2 separate regions of the Pan troglodytes genome follow, and region 1 is linked to region 2. Evidence: chromatin contacts called from public Hi-C data. All regions are on one chromosome and are shown on one strand. The core of a region is the stretch at or near the end of the contact, and the rest is flanking DNA. Distances in the headings are between cores, read along the strand shown.

Region 1 (7,146 bases), core at 2,555-5,054, 85 kb after region 2:
TAGATGTTTTTTGAGGTTTAAGTACTTTGCTATAATAATGACTCTTGGCTGGGCACTGTGGCTCACACCTTAATCTCAGCACTTTGAGAGGCCAAGGCGGGAGGATCGCTTGAGCTCAGGATTTTGAGACAAGCCTGGGCACTATGGTGAAACCCCCTCTCTACACAAAATAATAAAATTATCTGGGCCTGGCTGCACGTGCCTGTGGTACCAGCTACTCAAGAGGCTGAGGCAGGAGAATCACTTGAACCCAGGAGGTGGAAGTTGCAGTGGGCCAAGATCGTGTCACTGCTCTCCAGCCTGAGTGACGGATTGAGACTGTCTCAAAAAAAAAAAGGTGAAGAGAATTGGATAATTGATTTATTCTTACGATATCCTGAGTAGCTAAAAGCACTTGTATATGTAATCTCATTTCCCTTCAAAATCTATTTGGATGGGAGAAAGCAGATATGTATTCATATAATTTCTTTCATGTTTACAAACACAAATGAAGAAAATGCTTTTGAATCTTAAGTTGAAAACTGAGTGGCCATAAACTCAAGGTAAGAATCCAGGACTCTCTCAATCAGCTCCCTCTCTCAATCAGCTTTCACAATTTCTTTTCCTAATTTTAAAATCCTGGCAGCCAGAATTAATCACCAAATTTAGGAAAATTTCTTTACACAAGGTTCTTTCCCTTTGGTTTGTATTTTAAAAATATAGTGACGCTACCTGCTTCCCGGTAATATCTATCAGAACAGGTCCTAACTGGGCCAAGGCCATTGTACCTCTCTTTAAGAGCACAATAATGGCACTGGTGGAGTTTTGAATTTAATATGTAAGCTCTATCAAGTCCTTTAAAAAAGCATTATAAATGTGTGAGCTAGAAATATTTTACTAGATTATAAATGCACAATGTGTCACTTGAGAAAGGCACCATTGAGCTCAAAGATTGGTTTTGGTTCTTACATAGCCCCATAATTACTTTATTTTTATTTTTTTTGAGATGAGGTTTCACTCTTTTTGCCTAGGCTGGAGTGCAGTGGCATGACCTTGGCTCACTGCAACCTCCGCCTCCCGGGTTCAAGTGATTCTCCTGCCTCGGCCTTCCGAGTAGCTGGGACTACAGGCATGAGCCACCACGCACGGCTAATTTTTGTATTTTTAGTAGAGATGGGGTTTCACCATGTTGGCCAGGCTGGTCTTGAACTCCTGACCTCAGGTGATCCGCTCACCTCAGCCTCCCAAAGTGCTAGGATTACAGGCATGAGCCATTGTGGCCAGCCTATAACTACTAATTATAAAACTTTGGATGAATCACTTAGTCTTTCTGAGTTTTAGTCTCCTTATTTGTGAAATGGGGTAATAATAATGCCAGCATTATATAGATCACAGGATATTTCTATGAGGATATATATGATAATGTACCTGATAATATATGTTCATGTACCTGAAAATATACATTATCATATATATCATAAACATTTTTGAGTGATAAAATATATTAAATATATTAGGCTGGGAGCAGTGGCTCACACCTATAATCCCAGCACTTTGAAAGGTTTTACTTAAGCCCAGGAGTTTGAGTCCAGCTGGGGCAAACATGGCAAGACCCTGCCTCTACAAAAAATTTAAAAAAAGAGCTGGAAGTGGTGGCATGTGCCTGTAGTCCCAGCTCTTGCAGGCTGAAGTGGGAGGGAGCCCAGAAATTCAAGCTTTCAGTGAACAATGATAGTGTCACTGCACTCCAACCTGGGTGACAGAGGAAAAAAAAAAGTCTTAAAGTCTGTGAGGAAAAAAAAATTGAATTTTAGTTTACTACATTTAATGAAATCTAAGATGCCATACATTGTAAGTCATACCATTATTTTAGTTACCTCTATAAAGGAAAAGAAAACAGTGTCAGTTCGATTAGAACACAAAGCTGAGATGCACCCCGACTTCAGAGATGTTAACGTCTGAAAAAAAGTGCTTTATTATAATCGAAGGAATATGGTAAGGTATATTGTCAACATCATTCGAAATGTGTATGTATCATATTCAGACTTTACTGTTATAAAAATAGCATAGTTCTTAAGTATGCAATTTGACTGCGTATTAAATTTTAAAAGGATGTATTTGAGAGTAGATTACTGGCAGTCAATAGCCCAAGTTCTGGTATGGCAGACCTGAGTTAGAATTTACTTTTTTTCTTTTCTTTTTTTTTTTAGACAGGATCTCGCTCTGTCACCCAGGCTGGCATGCAGTGGCGCTATCACGGTTCACTGCATCCCAACTTCCCGGGCTCAAGCAATCCTCCCATCTCAGCTTCCTGAGTAGCTGAGACTACAGGTGTGCGCCACCATGCCTGGAAAATCTTTCTGTTGTTTGTAGAGACAGGGTCTTGCTATGTTGCCCAGGCTGCTCTCAAACTCCTGGCCTCAAGCAATCCTCCCACTTCGGCCTCAAAAAATGCTGGGATTGTAGGTGTGAGCCACTGTGCCCAGCCAGAAATTATTTTCTACCATTTAACCAGCTGCGTGATCCTTGCTAAGTAGGATCATCATCATTATTATTAATATTGCATATGATATGAGAAATACGCTATCCCTATAGTGACTCATTAGTCTTGGTTAGAGAAAATTAATCCTATCAGGTATATTTGAAATATTTTCTATTGATCACAATAAGAACGAAGTGGAAGTTTAATTGATTCAAGGTGATCACATCTTTATTTCTGGAGTAACAGCTCAGAGGTCTCATGTTGCTGACAGTGGATTAGAATCTGACAGACAGAATGTTCATACATACATATGAGTAGAGTGTGCTAATAAATCATTTCCTCCAAATGGTGCTCCCGTCATCATGTGCATCAGCGAACAGTATAACAGTTCTCAGAAAACATTTGGAACAAATGTGTACTCTTTAAAAAATATGTTATATTTTATCCAAACCCAAAACTGTCATGTTTATTTCAATTTTATTCATGACATGTGAGAATATATTCTATTTTTGCTGGAAAAAATATTCAATTGAAGTCCACATATTTTGCCTATTGTGAGACAGAATGTGATATATAAATGACATATAAATCATTTATCAATAAGCCGAGGATTAAAGAAATCATTACTTCATCTTCTTTTTCTTTTTGGATTTATTAAAGAAAAAAAACAGGAGCAGCATTTTGACTATGCCAGCCTGCATATTATGTGGAGTAGGCAAATTACTAAAACTCCTGGGCCTTCAAGTTGGTCACCCATAAAATGTAGACAGCACTAATTTAACAAAAAGTTGTGAGAATAAAGAGAGATTATAAACATACCTGGTACATAATATATGCTCAAAAATGTAATTACTATCTTTTCCTATCCTCTTAGAGGGATGAGAAATAGGAAGCGTGAGTTAAACACTCTTTTCTGTGTATTCAAAAATGTTTTCAAAATGAACTTTGAGAATAGTTGGGATAAGTATAATTGACTCTTTCTCTAGCAATCAACTTCAAGCCCAGGTTAAATACTAGACTCCTTTTATGCCAAAGCCGAGTTGGCTTTATCATTAGTTTACACAAATATGTACATGAATACAAAAGGGTTAACTTAAGGAAACTTCACTACTCAATATAACGGTATTGGCTGCCCCTTACTTGACGTGCCGTACAAGGTTCAAATCAACTGGGTAATGGAGGGAAGTTTTGCAATGTCCAGACACAATGCTCATTTGATACTCTCTGGACCACTCTGGAGATTTTAAGAACTGCACATTTTTAGGTCTTTGATCCTCAGCGTCCAGTTCAGTTCTGGTCTTGTGTGGCTTTCTGTGAAATTAAGTCTCAGCGTCATTGTCCAGAGCAACCATGAAAGAATGTTTATGCAGTAGGTACCGTTTCCCTGAACAGCAGTGAGCTCCTGGCCTCTTGATACTTATGGGCTTCTTAGTGTGCCACTTTTTAAATCAATTAGCCAGAGAGAAGAGTTGTTGTGCAAGAGGAATTGGCCTATGTTAAGCTGATAGAGCTACACTGCCAATGAGGGAGACTACTGGTGTATCAGCCTCCTTGCAGGGAGGGCTAAAGTTGATTTGGCATTGGCTAATCAGTAAATAAATGATGTTTGTGATTCAAGATCACATTGGAACTTTGAGAAAGTCTATGACTAACAGCAACAACAAAACTCAAGTGATTTCGTGAGTTTCAATGGTTTCTTCTCAGCATTCAACTCAACTTTGTTGTTAATTGCACAGACCTCACCGCCTGAGTATGTCAAATTCACTTTTTCCTTTCCTTTTTGGATGGCAATGCATGGAATGCCCTTGTATAAACATAGCCAGGGCATGAGCACAATTCTATTTCATTTCCTCAACTCTTTGTTTTGCTATTCACTCTCATTCTCTTGTGTCTGCATTCCTTGACTACTGATGGATTCAATCAGCGTCACCCAGGAAGGTGTGTAGAGGGATCCATGAAGCAAAGGCCAAGGAAGAAACTCAAGTTAAAATTAAAAGAGAAAAAGGCAGGCGAATTAATATTCTCCAGAAAAACAAAATTAATAGGCTGTATATAGACAGAGAAAGAGAGGGCTTTCTTTTTAAAAATTGGCTTATGCCACTGTGTGTGCTGGCACATTCTAAAATCTGCAGGGCAGACTAGCCGACCGAAAACCCACAGAAGAGTTGATGTGGCAGTTGTGAGTCTAAAGACTGCCTGGAGGCAGAATTCCTTCTTTTCCAGGGGACCTCAGTTTTTTCTCTTAAGGTCTTTGACTAATTAGATGAAGCCCACACACATTACAGAGGGTAATCAGGTTTTCTTAAAGTCTACTGATTTAAATGTTAAGTATATCTAAAAATACCTTCACAGCAACATCTAGTCTAGTGTTTGACTAAATGTCTGGGTATAATAGCCTAGCCAAATTGACAGATAAAATTATAAAACTACCAAGCAATCAAATAGCTTGCTTTCTATTTGATTCTCAGATTTTCAAATTTAATGTGCTTTTTTTTTTTTTTTTTTTTTTTTTGAGACAGGGTGTTTTTCTGTTACCCAGGCTGGAGTGCCATTGCACAGTCATGGCTCACTGCAGCCTATGTCTCCTGGGCTCAAGTGATCCTCCCGCCTCAGCCTCCTCAGTAGCTAGGGCTACAAGCATGGGCCACCATGCCCAGCTTAATTGATTTCTGATAATTGGATGGAATTATAAGACATGAAATCAGTTTTGCTGGATGATTGAAATAACAATCTGCCTAGTGGCAGATGACTAGAACAAACTTCTCAAAGTCTATCTTGTTTTTTCAGTAAAAATATTTTGAGTTTAAATACCAAAAGTAAAGTCAACTGAAGATAGCTATCAATGAGAAGGGATGAATTTGAACGTGTAAACAGTAAGATAAGCAAAGCAAGAAAAACTAGTAGCCACCAAACACAGGATGTGTCATATTCATATCTCTGACCCCATTAATTTAAACTGCTAAGCAAAACAAATACAACTGCTCATTTTCAAAACACTTTGTAAAAGAAAACAAAATTAACTATTATAATACTAGGGTGATTCTCATTTTGCTCCTGAAGAAACTGATGAGAAAGTTTAATGGCCTTTGTAAGGTAGCAGTTGAGCTTTGACAAAGTTGGGATTTAAAAAATAGCTCCCTGCCCTGTCTTCACCAGGATACCTCTCTCCCTGGATCCTTCAAACGGGTACAGATGAATCACCAAGAGGGCTGGTAATCTGGCTGCCACATAAAAACAAGTGAGCTTGAGATGTTCTCAGAGTCCGAGGTTGTTGGTTCAGTCTGAGTAATGCACAGTCCAGCTGAAATTCAGCTGCCTTTTGTCTGGATAAGGCAGAAGGAAATGAGTAAAACCCTGATGGGAACCAAAAGATGCTGAAAACATTTGCAGTGCCACCCAGAACAATTCAAAACAAAGTAATAAAAGGAAAGTTTATCTCTTTGGAGCACTGCTCAGGAATTACAAGCTTTCTGTGCTGAACTCTCCTTCCTGAGGAAAGCTTTCACTTCTGAAAAATATACCCACTTTTACGAAGACTACTTTCTGAGGCAACTTTCTGACTTGATGTATTTCAGCATTTGGTTTTTCCTTTGTTTTGCTGCTAATTTGCTGCATGATAGTACGATGGCCTTGGGAGCTCCATACACATTTTAAGTTTAAGAAAAACTTTGTTTTAAAAAGCCATGGATTTTTCTCAAACAGACTAGACAGTTTGTAGCTGCTTAGCCCCAGAGACATTTTTGTGGCTGTGAAAATTTCTGCCACTGTGGACACATAAAGACATGGGACCACGTGGTCTGAGCCAAGTGTAACCACTCTGCCTCACATCCTCCCTCAGCCCCTCAGTCCATATGTGGATACGAAGTGAATTACATTTCATTCAGAGACAGAGGGAAGATTTTCTCCAGAGTCTGAAAAAGTTGATCATTTAGCTTGGCTTCCTTTTGAATAAGGTATTTCCAAAGCAACATAGACCAGATCTCACATAAATGTCATTTACCCTGACTGCAGAGAGTAAAATTATCCATTAAGTAAATCACTGACACTGTTAACATTTCCCGTGCTACAATATCTAACAATGATTTTTTATAAATTGCTGGTTGCAGGAAGAAAGATGGCAGAGGTTACTGTAGAAGGAGAAAGGAGTGTTCCCTTACAATCTGTAATATTTTTTCTAAATTAACAACCAGAAAGATATCAGAGGCAAGCAGGTCCAAGCCAATATGGTTCTGCCACAGGCTTACGGAATATAATAGACTCACAGCATCATGATTTTCCCTCCTGAGGTTCATACCCAGGGTCACAGCACCTTCTCCCAAAGAGTGGTTAAGCTCACCTTTCAGTTATTACTCAGTGAAGTAGATAAAGGAAAGAGGGAAAATACGGACGAAACAACTGAGAAATATTCCTGCTTATAAAAAGAGTTGTTTCTCTTTTTCTTTGCTAGCCAACATTTTGCTGTGAGGCCGTGTTCCTGTCTTTCTGTTTAGAGACACTGACTAGAGTCAGAGGAGGGTCTCCCCTAGAGGAACGCCTTGCTGAAGAAGCCTAATTTGCACAAGGGTACAAACAGTGAATGCACTGGAGATCCTAGAACAAGCTGCTATTGCCTCTGTTGCAGGCCATGACCCTCTGTAGGATGCAAACCACACTGCATTTATATCCTATGTGTTGGTGAATAGTGA
Region 2 (6,682 bases), core at 423-2,922:
ATAATTTTTAGTTAAGACAAAACAATAGATTTATTTAAAGAACAATATAAATACAAGACCAAAACAACATTTATAGGTTGCTGAACCTGAAGACTCGAAAGTCAGGTTACAATTTCTACTTCCAGAAGATTTTTTTTCCCCTTTCTTAATTTAAAGAAAAATGTACTCTTGGAAATAGGATAGCCAACAAGTAAAAGCAAAATTGTTCCTTAAAATTGCAACATTTGGGCCCAGCGCGGCGGCTCACGCCTGTAATCCCAGCACTTTGGGAGGCGGAGGCCTGTAATCCCAGCCACCCAGGAGGCTGAGGCAGGAGAATCACTTGAAGCCGGAAGGCGGAGGTTGCGGTGAGCAGAGATCGCGCCACTGCACTCTAGTTTGGGCAACAAGAGCGAAACTCCGTCTCAGAAAAGAAAAAAAAAAAACCTGCAACATTTCAAAAGATGTTATATTAGTCATTTCAGTGAAAGTTTAATTAGGGAACGGTGTCTACCAGAATATATTTGGCATCCTTCTTTTTTCTGGTATTTGCCTGAGTGAGAAAAGTGTTAGGAATAGGAAGGCCAGATGAGTTTGCTTTCCCTCCAGAGAATACTGGCCAAGAAATTTCCTGTCCAACCTCAGGAGCATCACTGAAGCCTGTTTATGAGGAATTGTCCTACCACAACACTGTGTTATGGCATTTGGGAAGCCCTCAGAGGAGCTGCCTGCTCTAAGATTGAGGCCACATGACTCAGGCCATTATAAACCCTAATGCAGAGCCCTGAAGAGGGAGAGCATTTGGAAGGGGATAGGGAAGCACATAAAGATGATATGCCCAGCTTTACTGTCGTTGGGCAGAAAACTCTCTAGTGGGCTTGAGAGGGGGAACTGATTTTAAGGAGGGCTGAATAGTTTGGGAACCTACTTAATGCAACCATAGTCTGTATTTTTAAAATCCTCACATTTCACTACAGATTTGGGTTTTAGTGTCTTGGCATAAATAGGGCCTTAATATTTCTGGAGACATGGTAGAGGTCAGATATCAAGATTTCATAGGCAAACAAAACATGCTATATATGTAAAAAATGTATATACACACACAGCCTTTTGCTAAACTGAAAGAAAGTAAAAATTCAAAGCAGTCAAGGGGTTGAAAGATGGATTGGGTATGGACTTTTCTTCATCTATGTCAATTTTTGAAATGTCTCTCTCCCATCTCCACCATTCCCTTTGTTAATTGTCCTTGCTTACATTTAAAGGAAGGGAATTAGATCATCAAACAGGTCACTCACACCTACCTCTAACTTCACACACCTTGGTCAATGTGAAACAAGCTTGAACTGGTTATATGCTTCCCCACCATTTTTATTTATTGTAAGCTACTTTAAAAATTTTAGACAATGTTGTAATAAAAATATACACCTTTTCCCCCCATTATCCCCGGTCTTCTGGTGAAGCAAGCACTGTAATCAATGATTCTTATGTGTGAGGAGCAACTCCAAGTAGAGGCGTTCATGTCCCTAATGCTTTTTTATTTTTCCTCATCAGCAAATTTAAACTACAACTTTATCCTGATCCCACTGCTGCTCTTTGCCTCTTCTCCCCCCAGCCCTTCCACATTTACCAGCCTCCTCCCTACCTCCTCCCAGCCTTTCCCTTTGCCCTCCCCTTTCTTCTAGCCCCTCCTCCCAGTTGGGTCAGTGGCTTGAAACTTTTAAAAGCTCTGTGCTCCAAGTTACAAAAAAGCTTTTACGAGGTATCAGCACTTTTCTTTCATTAGGGGGAAGGCGTGAGGAAAGTACCAAACAGCAGCGGAGTTTTAAACTTTAAATAGACAGGTCTGAGTGCCTGAACTTGCCTTTTCATTTTACTTCATCCTCCAAGGAGTTCAATCACTTGGCGTGACTTCACTACTTTTAAGCAAAAGAGTAAGTTTTTAAAAAATGAGAACACGTTACCTATTAGTTTCTTTTTCTACAAGTAAAACTTTTCTAAAGTTTTAAAATGTGTTAAATGTAATTTTGAATTATGATACTGTAAATGGATTGATGGATTTGAAAGTGTTTCTATAGTTTTAAAGTTAAAATTTATTGTACCAAATATATATTTTGACTGTTAAAAAAGTTTCTATTAACATTGCAACAGGTGAAAAGGTTCAAACCTTTCCGATTAGAATAAAGGATTAGTTTACTGGATGTTCGGTTTTTCATTTTAGAGTATCATTTTATTTTGTTTTTGTCTTTTTTTGTAATCAGGAATAGTCTAGGTGCTATCATTTGTTGGGTGGCGGGGGGGGGGGGGCGGTTAGGCGCCTGGGTTGGGGGATTTGACTGACTACATCGGAAAAATCAAAGTGCAAATTTGCTTAGCGTGCTTCCTATAGTATTCTACACTTCATAGAATAAAGTGCTTTTTTCATATGGAAATCTTGATTGATGTTCTATAGCTTTGCAAAGCCAACTTCTTTTGTGACAAAGTGCTTTGTTAAAACATCGTGGTTACTTGACTTCCACGTGGTTCCTTCCTAGAATTTTCCCCATTAAACAAAAAGGTATAAAATTCAAGAGTATTAATATTATGCTTTAAAAATCAACAGTAAATTGTTACTTTGTGTTAGCAACCGCTATGGAAAGATTTGAGACCCCCAGGAGAGACAGCTTTTACTCGACCACGTTGGCAGTTTAGGAGATGAAATCTCTTGAATGGGTGGTGGTTAGTTACAGAGCATTAGAGATCAGACGTTTAAAAAAGAGTGTATGCCAGGGTGCTTTTCCAAAACCGTCTCCTAAAACAGGAGCTCCTAGAAAGAGCAGGAAAAAAACTTTCTTAAACAGCGCTTTGGGAGCTCCCCCCGCCAACACCCGCCGCCCCGCACCTTCCCTCTGCTCGAACCTGTAACAGAATTCAGAACTCTGGGGCAGTTCTTTGGAGTTGGAGCTCCTAGGGCAAAGATAACGCTAATACGTTGTTTAAAAGCGTTCAATTTTTAAAATACTTTTATTGGTAACACCCATTCTGTTCATCAGAAATGCAGCCATGCATTTTTGTGCCCGGTAAAGATTTTCTGTTCTGTGTAAATCTACAAACTAAAATAATTAGTTTAGATTCTTGACGTGACCCTGCAGTGGAAGTATTTGCACCAGTGAATGCTGAAAAGCAAATAAAAATGAAAGCTTTGCGGAGGCCGTGGGCCGGACGGACGCGGGGCGCCTCCTGCCATCTTAGCGTCTGCCGGGATCCTTCCCGCGCCTTCGCTGCCCGAACCAGCTCGGTTTTGGGACGTTTCCCCCAAATCCTCACAAGTCAAATCGAGCTCAGGTCCGAGTTCGTCACTGCAAAGGAACCCGGGGTGCGGGGTGGGAGGGATAGGAGGAGAGATGGGCTGGGTGCCAAATGGTAGAAGAACAAATGGTTGATTTAATTAAAGTTGTCAATCTAATTTCCCATCCCTCTCACACCAGCCCTTTTTTTTTTTTTTTTTTTTTTTTCCTCTTAAACTTGCTGAATCCCACTATCTCCGCGTTGGTAAGAAAACCTGAATACCTTGGGAATTGTGCTTAAATTGCACTTGCAACTCCCCTGGAAGTTCCTGAAACTTCCCGAGAACGAGGCGGGGCGGCTCAAGGGGAAAGGGCAGGGAGGAGAGACCCTCGGGAAGCTGATGATGCGTCCGGGGCAAGTCAGCCTGTTTCCGAGACGCGCGCCTCACGGTCGTAGCAGCGCTGCGCCCACCCTGCCCCTTTAGTGACCCAGCCAGCCTTTGCTGGGGGTTTCTGATAACGCTCATCGATAAGCTCTCCTTGCTCCCAAAAGGCGTGCTTCTCTTTCTCTCCAGGTACAAAGTAGGGGTGGGAAGGGGAGAGCCACACAATGTTGTAAAAAGAAGCGTGGCTTTATTTGGAAGACGGTTGAATTTCTTTTGCTTCCCCGACCCAGTTAGTAACGACAAGAAAGATACTGAATATCGCCCTCCGAAAATCGGGCGCATTTGAACTCGGTGAAAAGTGTCCCTGTGAGGAAGCCTAATGTTTACTTTTGTGCAAGGATAACTGGAAATTAAAGCGTCTAGTAATGCAGAGATTTCATTAAGCGAGCGCTCCCCTCCCCCCCGCGCCAGGAATGAAATAAGCCAGTTAGACAGAAAACAGTTTTGGGAGAAGACTAATTACTTCTGGGTAGGCCGAATTGACTGGAAATTATACCAAGCAAAGGCAGTACATTCCATTCCACCCTGGCGATGTTGATTCTATATTATTAGAACATTGTTCCCCCAGTGTGGGGGTGCTTTGTACTTCCCAAAGTCAGGGTAGACTGGTTACCTGGGAAAATGCAGTGGTAGTGCTTTGCTCCTACTATCTTCACTGTTTAAACATGTTCCACATTTTTCTAATGCCTTCTGAGGGTTCTTAACCCAGCCACTGAGTTCCTCACCCTTGGCGACTGTGATACCAACAATGCTGACACCCTCCTTGGGAAACATGGTTGCAAAGATGCTCCGCAGGAGGCAGATAAAAGGCTGTGCTTTCAGATACTGAAGGTTGCTTTGTTACTTAGATGTTTCCAATTCCTACATAGAGAAGGAGGGAAAAACACGGGGTGCATTCTTTCTTTTCTTTCCTCTACATCCAGGGGTGTAGCTTGGTTTGAGCCTTTATATATGATACCCGCAGGGAAGGGAATGATAGGACAGTCACCAGTGATTAATACCTTCCACTCCGCCTTTCCTGTTGTTCTGACTTATCTTCAGGATTCTCAGTTATTTGAAGAGATGTGTGGGAGCTTATCCGCACACACCAGTTCAACTCTGGAGAGAAAAAGTAATTATCTAGTGTTTATTATTAATGTAATATTCCGTATGGATAATTCAAGTTTTAAAAAATCTCCAGAGCATCTCTTCCATGGGAGATTAATGTATATATTTTTTAAATTCTTAGCATAATTGCCTAAATCCTCCATCTAAAGTCACCTTTTAACTATGTATGTACAGATTGTCTTTTACCTATTTTCAAACTGTGGTTAGCTCTTTTTTTTAAATACATCAGTGGCTTATACAATTTCATAAATTTCACATTCCAATTTCCCTATGCTTTTAAAATAATATTTTAAGAAAAATATATGTTTATCGTCAGCTGGGCATGATGGCTCATGCCTGTAATCCTAGCCCTTTGAGAGGCTGAGGTGGGAGGATCGCTTGGGGCCAGGAGTTTAAAACCAGCCTGAGCAACATAGCAAGACCCCACCTCTATAAAAAAAAATTTTTAAAAGAAAATGTATGTTTGTCAATCATTTCTTAGTTGCTGTTTTGCTAAAGAAAAGATGAAAAATTTAAAACCAAATGAGCTATATCTAAAGGTCGTCTAAAGAGTAAGAACCAAACTTTACTGAGCTGTTACTAAGAGCATCACGTGCATGAGTTATTTATTAAATTCTCATTGAAAAAAATAGACTATCTTAATCAATACACTTGTGAGGGCCCTAAGGGTGTCTTTATATGATTATAAATTAACAAGGCTATTCACTAAAAATAGTCAATTTGGAGGTGGAAGTAAGAGTAGGGGCAGAGGAAACGCCAAGGACTGATAGAAATATATATTAAGTTACATCACAATTGAAGAACATGGCTTTTAGCCTCAGCTTCTGACTTGGGATTTTCTCTCTGGTAGCCCTAAATTGATCTTGAGAAACTTGTTTTGGGGGAGAATTGAGTAGTAGCTGTTGAACTAGGGAGAGGATTGTCTTTTATGGGATGCACCATCCTCTCTTTGGTTGGAGTTCCTCACACCTCAATCCCCATCTCATCTCATTAAGTGGATGCTAATGTAAGTTCAGTGATGAGGAGGGGTAAGAGCTGGGGAAGGAAGGCTTGTTGGTGTTTTTATGTTGTCCTCCCCTCTGCCCCCAAAATAAGCAGTTCACAACATCAAATACCTACACAAATGTGCAACTCTTTATAAATAGATTTTTACACACAGTAAGTTTGATACACTATAGTTAGGCCATCTAGGTATAAATAAGGAAGTAAAGGTTGGGTATTATCTGATGAACTGGGAATCTTTTCCATGGTACTTGATTCTAATCACTTTGGTGCCTGCATAGACTCAGAATGTAAAGATGTTACATTAACCAGGGTTAATATCAACTGCTGCTCTTCCCCTTCAGAGCCCTAGCCTTCCCCGATATTTATCATTCTTGAAATAAACACGATTTTAAACAGGCTATTTCTTCTTGTAATAGTGTCCTTGGCTACAATAAAATTGTGTGGTACAATCGGAGTTAGAACATTGTAGAACTAGGGGACAACCACACAGTTGTGTTTTTTCTTTTTTTTTTTTTTGTTTTGTGTTTTAAATCTTAACCTGCAACAACCTAACAGTGAACTGAATGTACAAGCATGATACCTGATGCAGTTCTACAAGAATCCTAACCCTCATTAGGATCTCATTTAACAAGTTCAGGAAGCTCTTTGTTAAAAAGCCTTTTTTCTTTTTTCTTTTTTTTTTTAAGCCTGTCAAATTTAGCAGTGGGGGTTGTAAAGAGCCTTTTTTCTTAATTTAGCTCTTTTGCCTGCTCAGGAATCATTTGAAGCATGTTGTTTCAACAAACAGTTCTCTGTTTCAGCAATTGTCACTTGAAAATTTAACAGTATGAGAATGAGATGATGACAATACTTTTTTACTGTGAAGTTTCCTTTTTAATTAAT

What was found. A called contact is a pair of places that touch in the nucleus more often than the background predicts.
Region 1: a contact with region 2 is called in a Hi-C map of stem cell-derived neural progenitor cells, with 3 times the contacts expected there. The contact joins the enhancer-like site here to the promoter of GJA1 in region 2. A contact is called at or near these places in 1 of 7 Hi-C or Micro-C datasets (stem cell-derived neural progenitor cells) and 1 of 1 other capture datasets (stem cell-derived neural stem cells).

Annotation. Positions count from the first base shown.
Region 1 is chr5:133,392,822-133,399,967 of NHGRI_mPanTro3-v2.0_pri, forward strand. No RefSeq gene overlaps it. Among named protein-coding and RNA genes, the nearest start is that of GJA1, 85 kb to the left of the region's middle. Within about 2 kb of position 3,805, at least 2 of the 24 cell types and tissues checked have an H3K27ac peak or open chromatin away from gene starts, as enhancers often do. A contact at or near this core is called in stem cell-derived neural progenitor cells, where this site is marked.
Region 2 is chr5:133,310,217-133,316,898 of NHGRI_mPanTro3-v2.0_pri, forward strand. GJA1 (gap junction protein alpha 1) reads left to right here and starts at 1,673. Exons shown (of 2, transcript XM_001164338.4): 1 at 1,673-1,910.